Linked DNA regions of Zea mays: region 2 is linked to region 1. Evidence: chromatin contacts called from public Hi-C data. All regions are on one chromosome and are shown on one strand. The core of a region is the stretch at or near the end of the contact, and the rest is flanking DNA. Distances in the headings are between cores, read along the strand shown. Region 1 holds the start of LOC100286057 (ubiquinone biosynthesis protein ubiB). Region 2 holds the start of LOC100192460 (transferase).

Region 1 (7,447 bases), core at 3,229-5,728:
ATGTTTTTGTGGAACGTTAATTGAAGATCCTACTCAAATACTATTTGTCATGCTTTACTCTCGGGCTACAGTCTAGGAGTGGTCCAGGTGTATTTGCCAATTGTCATGAAGGTACTAGGACTCTAGTAAATCATATTAGTAACCATGTACAAAAACATCTATTAAACCTTTACCCGCTGTTGATGAAGAAATCGCCAATGTACTCAATTTACAGCCGTGCAGATGTATGGGTCTTTATCCACTGAGAACCAAGAAACTAGCTGTTGGGCGCCAAATTAAGCGGTCGGACGGTACGCGGTCCGGACGGTCCGCACGCGCGCAGAGCCAATTAGGGTTTCGATTTCTTGCTATGGTTGTTAGCTAGAATCGCGGAATTAACTCGAGATATTTGTTTGTAACGGGTTCAGCCCCCCTACTCTATAAATACAGAGGAATACAGCCGATTAAAAATCATCAATCGAACCTACAATCAATACAATTCACATTTTATCTTGTACATTTATGAGTAGTTCTAGTTTAGTCTTTCAATCCCCAAATTCTTCGCTTCTCTTCGGCTCTACGTAGATTAGAGGTGTCTAGGTCGGCCTGCCGAGCCTAGACAACACCTAGAATCTCTCCTCCCCGACGGGGTCCCTCTCGGGAGCGAGATCCAGGCGCCGCCGGCGAACCTCGCCGCCCCTGCGCACGTGTAAACTGTCCGGCTCGTTAGGCAGGATGGCCGCAGACCGTCCATACCTATGCAGAGAGCACCGCGCCGTCGCCGGTTCTCATCGCAGTATTTGGCGTCCGAATCAGCGTCAACACTAGCCATTATACTCGAATTCTGAGTTGTGCTTCCTTCTAGTGCTATGTTTGGTTCACATATTTGTAGCTATGTTTGGTTCACATATTTATAACGGAACGGATAGTACTCTGTTTGGTTCACATATTTATAACGGGAACGATAACCGATAACATTAAACCATATTTATTTAAATCTAATTGTCAAATACCACACTACAAATTAATACCATGCTGTTCAAACTTATTATCGTTGGTAATCGAACGTGAATCATTATTGTTGTTATTTACGTTATATTTCATGAATCAAATGACATCCTGTTTCCTGTGAAAAGTATCGTGTCAATTTACATGCTTCATACGAGCCCATATCTATATTTACATTTCTTGAATCAAATGGCACCTCAGTTTCCTGTCAAAAGTATCGTGTCAATTTACATGCTTCATACGAGCCCATCTCTATATAATCTGTTACGAAGATCCAGGAGAAGGGATCCTGAGAAGCTGTTGCAGCAGACGTGCCGCAAGGCGCTGTGTTACACCACCTGCGACACGAGAACCCAAGACGCGGGCCTCTGGTTCTTGTAGCACCTGATTACCACAACCACTCTTCTGTATCAGTCACACAATGCAGACTAGCAGTTGAAAAGTACAGTAAGAAAGTTTAGCAACAGTCTACCTGAACGATTGGTTGCAAAAGGCTCGGATCAAAGTTATTTGAGGATCTCAAAAGACCCCATACTCTGAAAACCTGGTCTCGGAGCTCCAACATCTGTTCTTGTTCAGCCTCACTAAACTTGAAGGGTCCGGCTGGATTGCCACTGGAAATTAATGGCTTCAAAAACGCTGGAGCTGCATTGTATGAATCGATCAGTGTTCCAATAGTGATGGCTTCTGTTACACGAACTGCCTCTTTCACAACCAACACACGCAATTCCTCCCCATCAGGACCCAGGAGAAGCTTTAGAACAGGCTGTAATGCATCTTTGGCTGCAAACTCTCTATCTTGGCGCCCTTGAACAAGAAGATTTTCAAGCCTATTCCATCTGCAGAGACGTGAACGTTAGACAATGCTGTCCTGAGTGGTTCTTTGATCTGTCAAAAGACTAAAATATATACATATGAGCAGGTACTTGCCTGAATCTTCCATCCTTGAATAGAAGCTCAACTAAAGCGTCTCTGAGGTATGGATTGGGATCAGTGAGTAGCCTTTTCGCAAAGTAAGGATACGATGCAGCAAGCACCTTAAAATCAGGGTCAGCATAGAGTGCTAAACCTTCCAGTACAGTGAGCGATCGTAGTATCAATGCATAGTATGCTGGTACTGGAATTGAATAAAGAGCTTTAGAAGTTATATCACGCTATGAGAAAAATTAGACAAGGATCAAATATTTGTACAATCTACAATGCCAAGCTTACCATTGAACGGGTACTGATAGAGAACAGCACCTAGGCCATCAACTATTGTCTTGAAGTTCAGCTCACTCACTGTTGCATTTAGTGCATCATCAAAGAAATTCTTGAGAGCAGGCACAATCGGGGAAACATCTACATCCGGTTCCAAGAAATCTAGTGCATAATAATCACGAGCCATTGCTTCATAGTCCCTGTTGACTAAGTGGACAACATGTCCTATAATGGCTACCCTCGCATCCTCTGGTGTTTCACTCATCATGCCAAAATCAAGAAAAGCCAGCTTCCCCTCAGGTGTTGCCAATATATTACCAGGATGAGGGTCAGCATGAAAGTAACCATACTCCAGAAGCTGCCTCAAGCTACACTGGATACCAATGTTGACCAAATCCAGAACCTTCAATCCTTGACTTTCAATAGCTGCTTGTTGGTTTAATTTTACACCCTCAATCCACTCCATTGTTAGAACCTTAGCACTTGTGTAATCCCAAAATATATCAGGCACTAAGACATCTTGCTTATCGGCATATAGTTTTTTAAACCTTCTTGCATTTTGGCCTTCCTGCATTCCGCATTCTTATTTACATTCAACGATAAATGACAACCTTTAGGCAAACTAAGGAGAACTACTACAATAATCTACTGTTGAAGAAACTGAGAATTTCAGTGTTTTTCCCCTGTTCCATTGTATTCTTATTTCATCATAAATGAGACATAGGATAGGAGAGTGGTCAATGTGTACTATGCAGACAGAAAGAGAAGCATAGCAGAATGTGTGTACATAAATTCACACAAGGACAAGCAAAAATGTACCTGAACATAATTAAGCTCTTGGAAAACTCTCCGTGCAAATTCATCCATAAGGGCAACAACATCGCTGGTTACAATGTCAACATACTTATTTATAAGAAACCCGAGTCCTCTAAGTAGATAAAAATCAAGCCCAATAGCATCCTCGATACCGGGTCTCTGCACCTTCACAGCCACCAGCTTCCCAGAGTATTTCAACTTTGCTTTATAAACTTGACCTAAACTAGCGGCTGCAATGGGGGAAGGTGAAATTGCCGAGTAGATTGAATCAAGCGTGAAGCCAAGCTCTCTCTCAATACATGCAAATGCATCCTCATCCGGAAATGTGGGAAGTGAATCCTGCAAGAAAGCGAAGTCTCAACAGTTGGGACTTGTGAGGGAACTAAAATTTGCACTAGAAGTAACTTCGCAAGTTACAATGAGGAGTGCATCCTCAATTTTGAACTCTAGAAGATGGAACCGGATCCATCCAAACCACTTATTAGCTGTTTCATAAGTGACCAACGACGCCCAGCCACCACTAGAAACTGCAAAGCATCTCATAATGGGAGAAACCCTGGGCAGTAGTATATGCATGTTGAATGAATCACAATTCAATATGAGATTAGGCGTAGTGATGCTCTACTTTCACCACCAGAAAAAAGCTCTAATGGCATTGATAGTGCTATCCTGAAACTACCTTAAATCACATACAAGGCCAAGCAAGCAAAGAATGGGAAACGGACGCACCTGCAGCTCGGCGAGCTCCTCGAGGTACTCGACCGGGCAGAGGTCGGGGCGTGTGGACAGACCCTGCCCAATTTTGACGAAGGTTGGGCCCAGTCTGGTGAGGATGCTGCGCAACTCCACCGCTCTGGCGCGTCTCCTCTCCGAGGACGACTCCCCTCTCCGCTCGTCCAGCAGGACCTTCACCCCGAACGACGCCAGCTTGGACAGCACCTCCGCTGCCCGGAGCGCCACCTGATGAATTACATAGCAGCAGTCAGGGGAGCATGAATCAAAATCCGAGCACTGAGGTTGCGGAGCAGAGGTAGATCAAGTCCAAAATTGGTGGAGGCCTGAGCCCGGGGCGCGTGCCTTGAAGGGGCGGGAGCCGTAGCGGGAGGCGAGGAGCTCGGGGCTGTAGACTGTGGCGCCGGCGGCGCGGGCCATGGCGCGGGCCTCGGCCTGCAGGTCCTCGGCGCGGTCACGGGCGAAGGAGGCGGCCACGGGGCGTCCAAGCGCGGTGGCGGCGCCGTTTGTCGACGCGGGCGGGGACGCGCGGGGCGAGAGCTGGATGGAGAGGTCGGGGGAGGGGGGCGCCGCGGTGGAGGCGGCACGGAGGAGGAAAGGCGCGCGGCGGCGCGGGGCCCCTTGGCGGTGCGGGGGCGAGGGGAGGGAGAAGGAGACGGCCGGCGTTGTGGACGTGGTGGCCGCCATAGCCGCGGCCGGGCGAGTGGGAAGAGGTGCGTAGGCGGAGCTTTGGGGGTGACTACTGTACTGAGTACTGACTAGTAGCGTAGGCGTCACAGCGCCGGGCGTGTGTTCTTACATTTTGGTGGTTGGTTTGGCTGTTCTGCGAGAGGATTTGATGTGCGCCACAGACAGAGCACGAGAGGCGGCGTCGTCGACGCTCACGGCACCTGTAGCTGTAGGCAGGAGCCGCAGACTGCACGGCTTCGGCAACTGACCAAGCCGCAGACTGCAGTATATTCTGGAGAAACACTGTGTTGACGTGCTGGGCAAGGAGTGGGATACTTGCCAATGTGTGTGAGGTACAACAGAGTTGTTTGGCCTCATGGCTAGCTATGTCGTTCATGGGGTAGCTGAACTGCTGAAGTATCTATTTAATTATTTATTAATAACTTTAGCATAACCTGCAAATAGGAGAATACACAATAGGCAACGATTATTATGCAAACAGTCTTTCTGTGCAAGCGTACAAGCAAACCATCTGATCCATTAGATTACGATCCAACCATAGATACAACCATAGTTTGTTAGGAGATTTTTTATAAATATTATTGAGGTGATGGTGGAAGGGTTTAAATGTTAAATGTGACCTACGGTTGGATCACGATCTAATGGATCAGATAGTTTGCTTACACGTTTGCATAGAAGGACTGCTTGCAAGTCGTTGCCTACACAATAAGGGGTATTTGGTTTCTAGGGACTAACTTTTAGTCCTTTTATTTTATTAAATTTTAGTTTATAAATTATCAAATACGGAAACTAAAACTCTATTTCCATTTCCGTATTTGCAATTTAGAGATTAAAATAGACTAAAGACTAAAAATTAGTCCCTAGTAACCAAACATCCCTAAGACCTCATGCAAGTCATGCAGTAGGAATATGGGACTATGCACAGGTACATCAAGCATTGGCATGACGTGTAAGCTGATGTTTCAAGCATGTCTGAGAAGACATGTCTACGTCTTTCGCAAAGACCTCAGGGACCGAGAACTTCCATGAAGGCTCATTCGCATGGATCTAAACTTCATCTCCCCTCTTCGAGGTGGCCAGTAAATACATCATGAGCTAAGAGGTGTTGTAGAACATGTCCTCAAGGACAAGGGAAAGGTGGAGCAGAAGGCTGAGCTAGAGAAGAGCCAGAAGAGCAGGCAGGACCGCCTAGTCAATGTTGTTGAGCGAGGGACTCGACACGTCGAGGCAACACTCCACCAGGAAATAAGATTACAATAGCAAATTCCAAAACACCATGGAAGGGTGATGCATCTTCCATCCACATGGCCATCACATTAATCATGACTTCCGAAATATCCGGGGTTTCACGCAAAAACTACTAAAGGAGTCGGAGACTGAGGCCCAGAAGCTAGAGACCAGCAAGAAAATGACTCAGATGATGGACAAATTCCTAGAGCCGATGCAGGACATTATGTACATCATCGATGGTCCTAACACATCCAATAGGAAGCAAAAGCTCGAGGCAAGAGATGTCTATGTTGGGTCCCGACAAGTGGACCCAGACACTCGGGGATAGGAGAGAGACACGATGCACAACAAAATGTTAGGTAGGGAACTATAGCGTATCGTTATGTGTGTCCCACCCTACTATAGGGCGGAGGCATTTATAGGAGCAGGTAGGGGTAGGTAAGACCAAGTACAGTTATGCCCCAGTTACCTTCCACATCATAGGAATATTTTGTGCCATGGGGTAATTACCACATGGTAACTGAGAGCACCTAGAGGGGTGAACAGGTGATCCTACAAAACTTAACTCAAACAACACAAACTTGGTCTAAAATATGAGTTAGAGTGAATAAAAACCAAATTTGAGAGTAGTGCGAAGACTACACCAGTGCTAGTAGGCGAGGTGGTGGCCTTTGAAAGTTTTTTCAATGCCAGGCTTCGGTTACCCTGCCATGATTTCTTGTTGAGGGTATTGGAGAAGTTTAGGGTTCAACTCCATCAGCTGCTCCGAATGCCATGTTTGCCCTAAGCAAGTTTATGTGGGTGACTACCACTTTTGGGGGACTCCATCAGTGGAGGTCTTCTCTAAGCATTATTGTTTACACTAGCGAAAGAGGGTTGTGGATGGGATTATCGAACAGTTTAGGAGCTGCACTTTCACCCGGAAGATGGGGAATACTACGGGGAAGATTTTTGAGCTTGTCCCATGCTCCAAGAATAAGTGGGGTGGTTGGACGGATAACTGGTTTTACGTGCACTGATTGGACAGTGAAGGCTAGCCTCGTGTCACACCCGGATTTAAGGACAAATCTAGGCGTGTCTCAAATGTGTCCTAGGATCAAGTCTCACACATATGATGACTCATGGTACAGAAATCAATGTCACATCTTTATTACATAATAGAGTTTTGTACAAAATAGCTAAATAATTACATCATATGACGACAATGATCCTCTATAACCATAGTTGACTGTGAGATGACAGCCTAGACCTCTCCGAACTCATTGTAGCATCCTTCATGCTCCTCATCTTGCGGTACCTATCCTTGACATGGTGTGAGTTTAGCTAGAGTGAGCTCACATATGTTCATCGTTCAACAAGTTGTGGGGAATAATGTGCATGAGCTCACTTATGGTGGGGGCTCATCTGAAGTGTAAGGTTCTTCACTTGCATGTCATCACTTGCGTCTACTTGCGTGTGGGCCCAGTGGGCAGAAGATTCTTCCCCGGATTTCACTGCGCCGCACGGAGGAATGGAGAGTTTGTTAGAGATTGAATCAACCGGACCTGGTTGCTTGCGCCTCTGGGGTATATAAGTCGACCCCCCCTTGACCATTGAGGCAGCACCGAAGTCATCGGGTGGAGCAGAGCGACATCAATCAAGCAGAGGGGAGAGAGAAAGGGAGAGAAGTCGCCACCACCATCGATTTGAGACTTCACCGTCGATTCTACCTCTATACGGGGGCATGGAAGGCCACCGAGAGTACCTGTGCATGGTCGAAGATATTCCAGACACGAAGATCCTCCAGTGGCAT
Region 2 (7,447 bases), core at 2,202-4,701, 330 kb before region 1:
CGGCAAGCCCGTTCCGAGCAACAGAACACAGTAGCGTTTAAATTAAAGCTAGGGTGAGTATCACTGGCTCATCGGAGGTATGGTACGCGCACGAATTTGGATGGAGAGAGCACGGGAGGGCCAGTTGACGTGAGGGCGTTCTTGGCGGTGCTCTATGGCGGTGAAGCGATGTTCTCGATGCCCTGCTGCAGTAGTGTTCAATCGGTCAAGTTAGTGAGCTTCACTAGCACTAGAGGATGCTAAAACATGGCCTAGAGAGACACGAACTAACATGATAAGGGCTGGCCACGGTGAGATGTCTCACGACATTGTTGGTGACTGGTTTCAGGGAATTCCGGTGACTGGAGGCTATGGTGCACGAGAGAGGCTAGCTGAGGGTGGGATGTGCGCATAACAGAGAGGCGAAGCGACGGGAGTGCTCAATTTAAAGGAGCCAATCACTGCTTCGCGAATTTGAGACGAGGGTGTTCACGACGGCGGCGGGATATTTCTACCGAGGCAAGTTCACTTTGGCGCGCAATGGGGTAATGTACCGGCTACTCTCCACGACTTACTGCGACGTGGTAAGATGGCCTATGGCATGGCGCGATCCAGATTAACGGTGGCCACCATGGCGACGGCCGCTCGACCACGTCGCCAGGCAAGTGGATATGGCAGGGCTGGCTCAATCCTACCCCCCTCTGATCTTTTCATCCCCGCAGTAATATCCCACTCGAACTGAGCATGAATCTCGACGACCAGCTCGAATCACCGCGCGGAGGTCGCCATCGGCAAGGTTCTCTGAACCTAGGATCTTCTTTAGTTACTGTTCACGCAGAACTCCATTCACTATGCATGATAGAGCAACTTGAGGGGCATTTTTCTTCAATTCCCATGGGGTGAACTACTAACCCGATTGCATCAAAGTTATTCTCCTATATACCATCTTCAACTTTGTCATAAGGATCTTGGTCATTTACTCACTAGATCAAGCACAATTTGGCTCCAAAGTTGATCAAATACCACTAATAGTCTGTTTTCAGGTTACTGCTTGACTGACAACCCGACTTCTAGGAAATTTTACTCCATTTTCTATACAATTCTTGGGCTAAGTCACTAATCAAATTTGTACTACTATAGTAGCTCTACAACTTTGTTATGGTGACTTGTAGCAAACTCCTTATGCATCAAGAGATACAAGAGTCCAAAGTTAGCTCATCCACACTGTTTTTTCAGAGCTCAAGGGTAGGGGTACTTATGGAGTTTTGCAAATTACTCCAAGTTCCACCACAAAACATGGAAATCTCCAAATATAAATGTTGCTTAGTTTTTATTACTCTACCACTTTGATATATACACTTTTGGAAAAAAGTGCATAGAATTTGAAATCACCCTATAGGGCACTAATTAGGGTTTTTGTGTTCCAAATTAGGGTTGTGGGTGTCCTAGGGTCCATTAAGAACTCAATCTCTCTATGCCATTATTTCTTGAACACTTTTACCAAATTAGCAAGATCACTCCTTAATGTTCACCACATAAGGTTACAAACTTCTAGTCCTTTGAGAGATGTACTCCAACCTAGGGTTAAGAATCCCCTTTCTAGATCATAAACCCAAGCAAGCATTACATCACATGTTTGTTTTGAAATTTTAGCCTAGTGGATGCATTCTAGGTGTATCATACATAATGAAATTCTAATGCATATGATGTCATGCAAAAGTTTTAGTTCTCGTAACACCAGAGGTGTTACACCAGGCCTCACTATAGATACACCATGAAAAATATTTACCTTTCATAGCCTCAACATGTCCCTTTTTCACGGTTGACTTCCTGAAGTTAACATGGCTCGGTCTCCATGGCCGATCTTCGGCATCATTAGCATCACTTCCAAAGTCAAAATCTTCACTATCCTCGGAATCATCCGACAATTCGGCTAGTATCTCGCTTGCAATCTTCATAGCATTACTCTTTTCCATAACTTCATAAAACCCAACTAGAGCAAGATCTTCACTCTTCTTGCCCTCAGCTATCTTAGCTCAAACCAGAAGCAACCGAAGCTAAAAACAAGCGCAACGCTCAATGGCTCAAAGCGACAAAACAACTGAATAACACGATAAATATTTTGCGATGGTCGTTCTATTTATAAGCAAACTACCACTGCAAAATGGCCCCGCATTTCAGAAATTTCGCTATTTGACGACGGGAAGGTATTTTTTCGAACCTTCGGCATAAGGCCTCTATTCATTCCGCAGTCTGAGCTCGTTACAAGGAAACAAACTAATACTGCGAAGGGCTACTGTTTGGGGCCTTCATCTTTCGAAGATCCTAAAAACATAGATAACCATTGTTTCTCGATACATCTCTAGGTGTTGCAGGTGCTTCAGTGCTAGTCATCTTCGGAACAGACCAGGAAAAAGGACGAAGGCATTAGCTTCGTCATAGCTATACAGGGGGCGAAGGCAGAAGTCAAACAAAGCCGACAGAAGGTATTCACAAGATTCTGTAGCCTAGATGATAAAGATAGAAGACATACCCTTGCATCATTTGTAAATCGTATGTACAAGTTTTGTGGACATACTTGTAATTTCATATGAAGTTGTACCTCTGCCATATAAATAGATGAATAATACCCTGCATAAAGTACATTTAGCCAGGTGCTATAATTCCTCATAATTCAATCTCCGAAACACCTTCACGCTACCTTGCATTAATAAGCCGAAGGTATGATTGTAAACTTGTTTTGCGTGAAAAGAAATGGAACGCTAAAGACACTTGAGATGAGTTATCATACTTAACTTCGTCATATTATTGTGTAATTTGTTGTTATATTTTTGTGTGCAATCCATTTGATTACATCAAACCTTCGTTCTTGAGCAGTTGTCCCAAAGGGAGAACACTTCAAGGATGAGGGCTTCTATTTTTTAACATTGTGTTGTTTTGTTTTTTGATTGTATACAATAATTGAAAATAAGTGACCAACAATAATATAGTTTGACGAAGGTAGTGAAGACTTATTTTAAGAACCACCAATTTTGAAGGACAATTTCAAATACAAATTGGCAAAGTACTATAACTTGATACAAAATAGTTAAATAAAATAAAATTGACTATTTGTCATATTTAAAGGAAATATATTATGTACAAATTAATTTGTTAGTTCAAACCCTTGTTATGGTGAATTTTCAAAATAACATTTTTATGTGTATTATGTTTCAAAATAACTTTTTCATCTTCTTTAAATGCTTTTAAAAACTTTATTCTATTTTTGTAATTGTGTTTTGTTTGCACAGTCAGTGAAAAGGATTAGCAATACAACTGTCCAAGTAAAAGCGTGGTTATCGTATTAAAGCTAGCTTAAACCCAAAGCAACGTTGCTCGAACAGTCAGATCAGATCAAACCAACTCTCAACCTCCTCTGCTTCTTGTTCCTTGACTTCCTTCACACTCCTTCTAGAACCCTCTAGAAGCAATCGCAAAAATGCCGCTCCATCACCCTAAGCACCGCCACCATGACGAAGATCTCCTCCCCTACCGCCGCTCCGATGACGAGGCCAAGCCGCGCCGGCCGTACACCCCCACCTTCCCCTCCTCCCCCGCCTCTACCAACCGCCTCCTCCTCTTCTTCGCCGTCGCCTGCCTCGTCCTCGCCGCTGCCTCCTTCGCCTTCGCCGTTTCCACCAGCCGCAACCGTCAGTCCCTGCCGCAGCCTCCGCCTACTGTCGCCTTCCGCTGTGGCCGCGCCGAGGATTCGCTCCGTTCCTTCCTAGCGGCCTCCTCGCACGGCAACTTCTCTGCCGGCGACAGGGAGAAGGTGCTCGCTGTCGTTGGCGTACACACGGAGCATGGGAATTTCTCCGCTGCCCGACGCGCTGCGCTCCGCGCTACCTGGTTCCCGCTCAACCCCGAAGGCATCGTAAGGTTCCGCACACTTCCATAAGCTTTGGATCTGAGTAGATTCATGATGTAGATTGCTGCTACTCGTGTCGCGTATATACTAAAAACTTCTAGCTATTTTAGTATCTAACTGCTACCATGGTGTGATCAGTTAAGATGTTGCTTGTGCGCTTGCTGTTACTTGCATTTCCTGCTAATAAGGTTGTTTGTAGCTTAGATCTCTGGCTCATCTGCTTCAATTGCAAATGCTCACTATTTGAGAATGCAGTTTTTTTCTCCAATTGGGCAGGGTGGTGTGAGTCTTACTAGCTGGGTCGATTTGATTCATTGGTTTCTGCCACTAGTTGCCATTTACTATAATTTGAATTCTCATGAATGATTGTTAACATGAACAAGAGGTTATGGTGTAACAAGCATATAGGCAGTGATGGAAACTTCGAATAGCCATACAAATTTGGTTCCATCATGTCACAATGCATTAATAAGTTATATCATTTGAACTGAAATTTAATTTGTATTGCAATTCTAATCATTTCAAAGCAGGAGTCCCGTGTTCGAAGTGCAGTACAAATCTTGGTATATCAGGTGTCATGAAATGCATAGTAGAAAGTATATATGAAGACTCGGTGAAGAAAGGAGATTCGATATCCACCGAGTAGATATAATTTTAAATCCAAAACAGTTCATTTGAAACAAATTTATGTTATTAGTTGATTGAAAAAGTATGTGTGCTATATGGAAAGTATGTTTAGCTATTTTCTTTCCATTCCTTTTTATTTTTTCCTTATCTTTTTTGGAGTTCTGAGTGTTGCAATGTCTCTTGAAATGTTCTATTACACGACTCTGCATTCAGTTACTGTACTCCTTGGCCCTAGAGAAAAGTAGGATAAAATGTTTTACCATTTATTGTTTACTGACAGCTTGTCACATTTATGGTATAGTGTGACCAAAGTGATCTGAGATACAATTCACTGTTTTTTAGACTGGGCCATGAATGTGTGATTATGAGGCAAAATTGATTAATCTCTTTCAAATCTAGTAATGTTCTCTGTTTTCCTTTTCTTGGCCTTATAGTTTGTATGGACAGAATTAATCACCTTATTTCCATGTTACGTTTTGTGCATCTTATAGTTCCTGAACAAAAGAATGCATGAAGAAGCTGTAACACTTTTGAATGCACAAGCATAATGGGTTCTTGGACTCGGTGTTCATGTCCCTTCGTATTTTGGACAAATCAAATACCTAAATTGATGTTGGACTCGGACATCTGTGCTCATGTGCAAGAACTATTCTGTTGTATCATGTTGAAGTTATTGGGGGCTTACTGTGGCCATTTCTTCGGTGTTGCAGTTTAGAACATGGAACTGGATTATCATTTAGGTTTGTCGCTAGACGGCCAAAGGACAAAGATAAAATGGAAGATCTTCAGAAAGAGGCGGATACTTATCATGACTTTTTGTTTATTGATGCTGATGAGGCCACAAAGCCCCCACAGACGATGTAAGCTTCTGTACACTCTTTATCGTTATATGGTACCTGTGAACTTACATGTGGTTAATCTAATCAGCCCCACTTCTGTTACCTGTTTGATAGGTTAGCATTTTTCAAAGCAGCTTACCACATGTTCAATGCAGAATTCTATGTCAAAGCTAGTGATGATATCTACCTGCGCCCAGGTGAAGTTAGTGACTATATTGTACAATTGCTGTTTCTTAGACCTGTTATATGACTCGTATTTCTAGGGCAGATAGACTTGCTGCTCTTCTTGCAAAAGAAAGACCTCAGCACAAGACATACATCGGTTGCATGAAAAAAGGACCAGTTGTCAATGATCCAAATTTGAAATGGTCAGTTACTCATTCCCTATTCTGGGAACTATGTACTACAAATAAAATGGTCAGTTTAATTTCCGGGACATAGGGCAAAAAAAGAGGTCCATCACGCGCTGTGTGGGGTCGGGGGTGGGTTGGTGGGGGTGGGTGGGTGGGTGGCGGGGCTAGAGCAAAGGGGGATCTGTATCTTGTCTTTTCGCTATGCATATGCTGCATCCTGTACATATAAACCTGCTTTATCCCTATCTTAATTGAAAGACAGAATTCCTTCCTTTACGTTAAAAAAATCTGGGACATATGTGCCTTATAAACTGATTGACATACATCTCTTTTGCATCCATGGCATTGTTGTTATTTTCTTACTGAACACAAAGTGACACAACAAACACAATCATACCCCCATAACCAAAGAACAGGCACGCAACTGAGTAAAATAAAAGGTGACCAAACAACTGAGACAGCAGGCCTTAGAAAATGTTATGGAAGTTTTGGCCCCAGCTGCACACCATAAGTGACGCTACTCCACTACTGCCCTTACCACCAAGTTTGAACTCATGAAGCCCTGTTGAATAAACAACCGTTGTGATGTTTCCATAGCTCCCAAACCAGCAGAAGAGCAGAAATGTTTCAAACTTTTCTACACTGGTTGTCCACCCTTTTGAATGCATGGCAGCACCATGCACAAGAACTATAGTCAGGAACAAGAGCCTGTAAACCCAGCTTCTGTAACACAATAAACTGCATACACAGGAGACCAAGATGTACTGGATGTTGTCAGCTTCTTGATCCCTTTGCCTTCACATTAATACTATTCTTTGAAGTGTTCCTGTTTCAATTTCAGGTACGAAAGTTCTTGGGAACTGTTGGGTAACGAGTACTTCATGCATGCATCTGGTTCACTATATGCTCTTTCTTCTGAGGTGGTTGAAGCTCTAGCTACTGCAAAGAGTGATAGGTTGGTCACTTATAATTTTGTGACTTCTCTTTTCACCTAAAACATGGAAAATTGAAGTGCATCCAGCAGGCTTACACCCAAACATTAGTATGCTTGTACTTAGACATGCAACATGCTACGGACTTCTCATATTTTGGATTGACCTTCCTTTTCACCTTAATATGGGAGTGTGTTAATCCAAGATTTCATGTTTCTAAGGAATGCCATTTAGATGGTCTGTATGCATGTAAGTTAAAGATATGCAGGGCACACCCAGATATCAATATTTCGCATTATACTAGAGTTTTTTTTTGTGTAACGGTAGGGTTTGTTTTTTTATCAAAGCAAAATGAACTACAGGGTTAATGGTAATAGAGTGTACATAATATTATTATGACTTCACTGTGCTCTTTGTTTCTTGTGTATTCGAAATAGTCATTATACATTCCTGCATTATCCAGCTTAAGGATGTTTGATTATGAAGATGTTACAATCGGCGCATGGATGCTTGCTATGAATGTAAAGCATGAAGACAACCGAGCAATGTGTGATTCAGTATGTACCCCTACCTCCATCGCTGTATGGGACAGTAAGAAATGCTCAGGTGTGTATTCAGAAACTCTCTTTCATAATCATAGCAATACGTAAGTCTGAATCAGTTTTGCAATCAAATATTGATACTTCTAATTGCTGCAAAATGGCTAGCACGCCCATACTTTTATACCTTGCCAAGAGCATATTAGATGTGTCAGTACTACTCATACGGGAGAATTAACATTGTTCATAGTATTTGGACTCAAATATAAGC

The links. A called contact is a pair of places that touch in the nucleus more often than the background predicts.
Region 2: a contact with region 1 is called in a Hi-C map of ear, with 2.7 times the contacts expected there. The contact joins the promoter of LOC100192460 here to the promoter of LOC100286057 in region 1. A contact is called at or near these places in 2 of 25 Hi-C or Micro-C datasets (ear and tassel).

Annotation. Positions count from the first base shown.
Region 1 is chr8:93,521,341-93,528,787 of Zm-B73-REFERENCE-NAM-5.0, reverse strand. It overlaps LOC100286057 (ubiquinone biosynthesis protein ubiB), which reads right to left and starts at 4,478. Exons shown (of 7, transcript NM_001372017.1): 1 at 4,081-4,478; 2 at 3,733-3,963; 3 at 3,007-3,342; 4 at 2,200-2,755; 5 at 1,918-2,104; 6 at 1,460-1,826; 7 at 1,078-1,371. The coding sequence starts at 4,422. The coding sequence ends at 1,252.
Region 2 is chr8:93,850,992-93,858,438 of Zm-B73-REFERENCE-NAM-5.0, reverse strand. LOC100192460 (transferase) reads left to right here and starts at 3,451. Exons shown (of 7, transcript NM_001137680.1): 1 at 3,451-3,897; 2 at 5,224-5,373; 3 at 5,467-5,549; 4 at 5,621-5,720; 5 at 6,547-6,660; 6 at 7,101-7,243. The coding sequence starts at 3,458.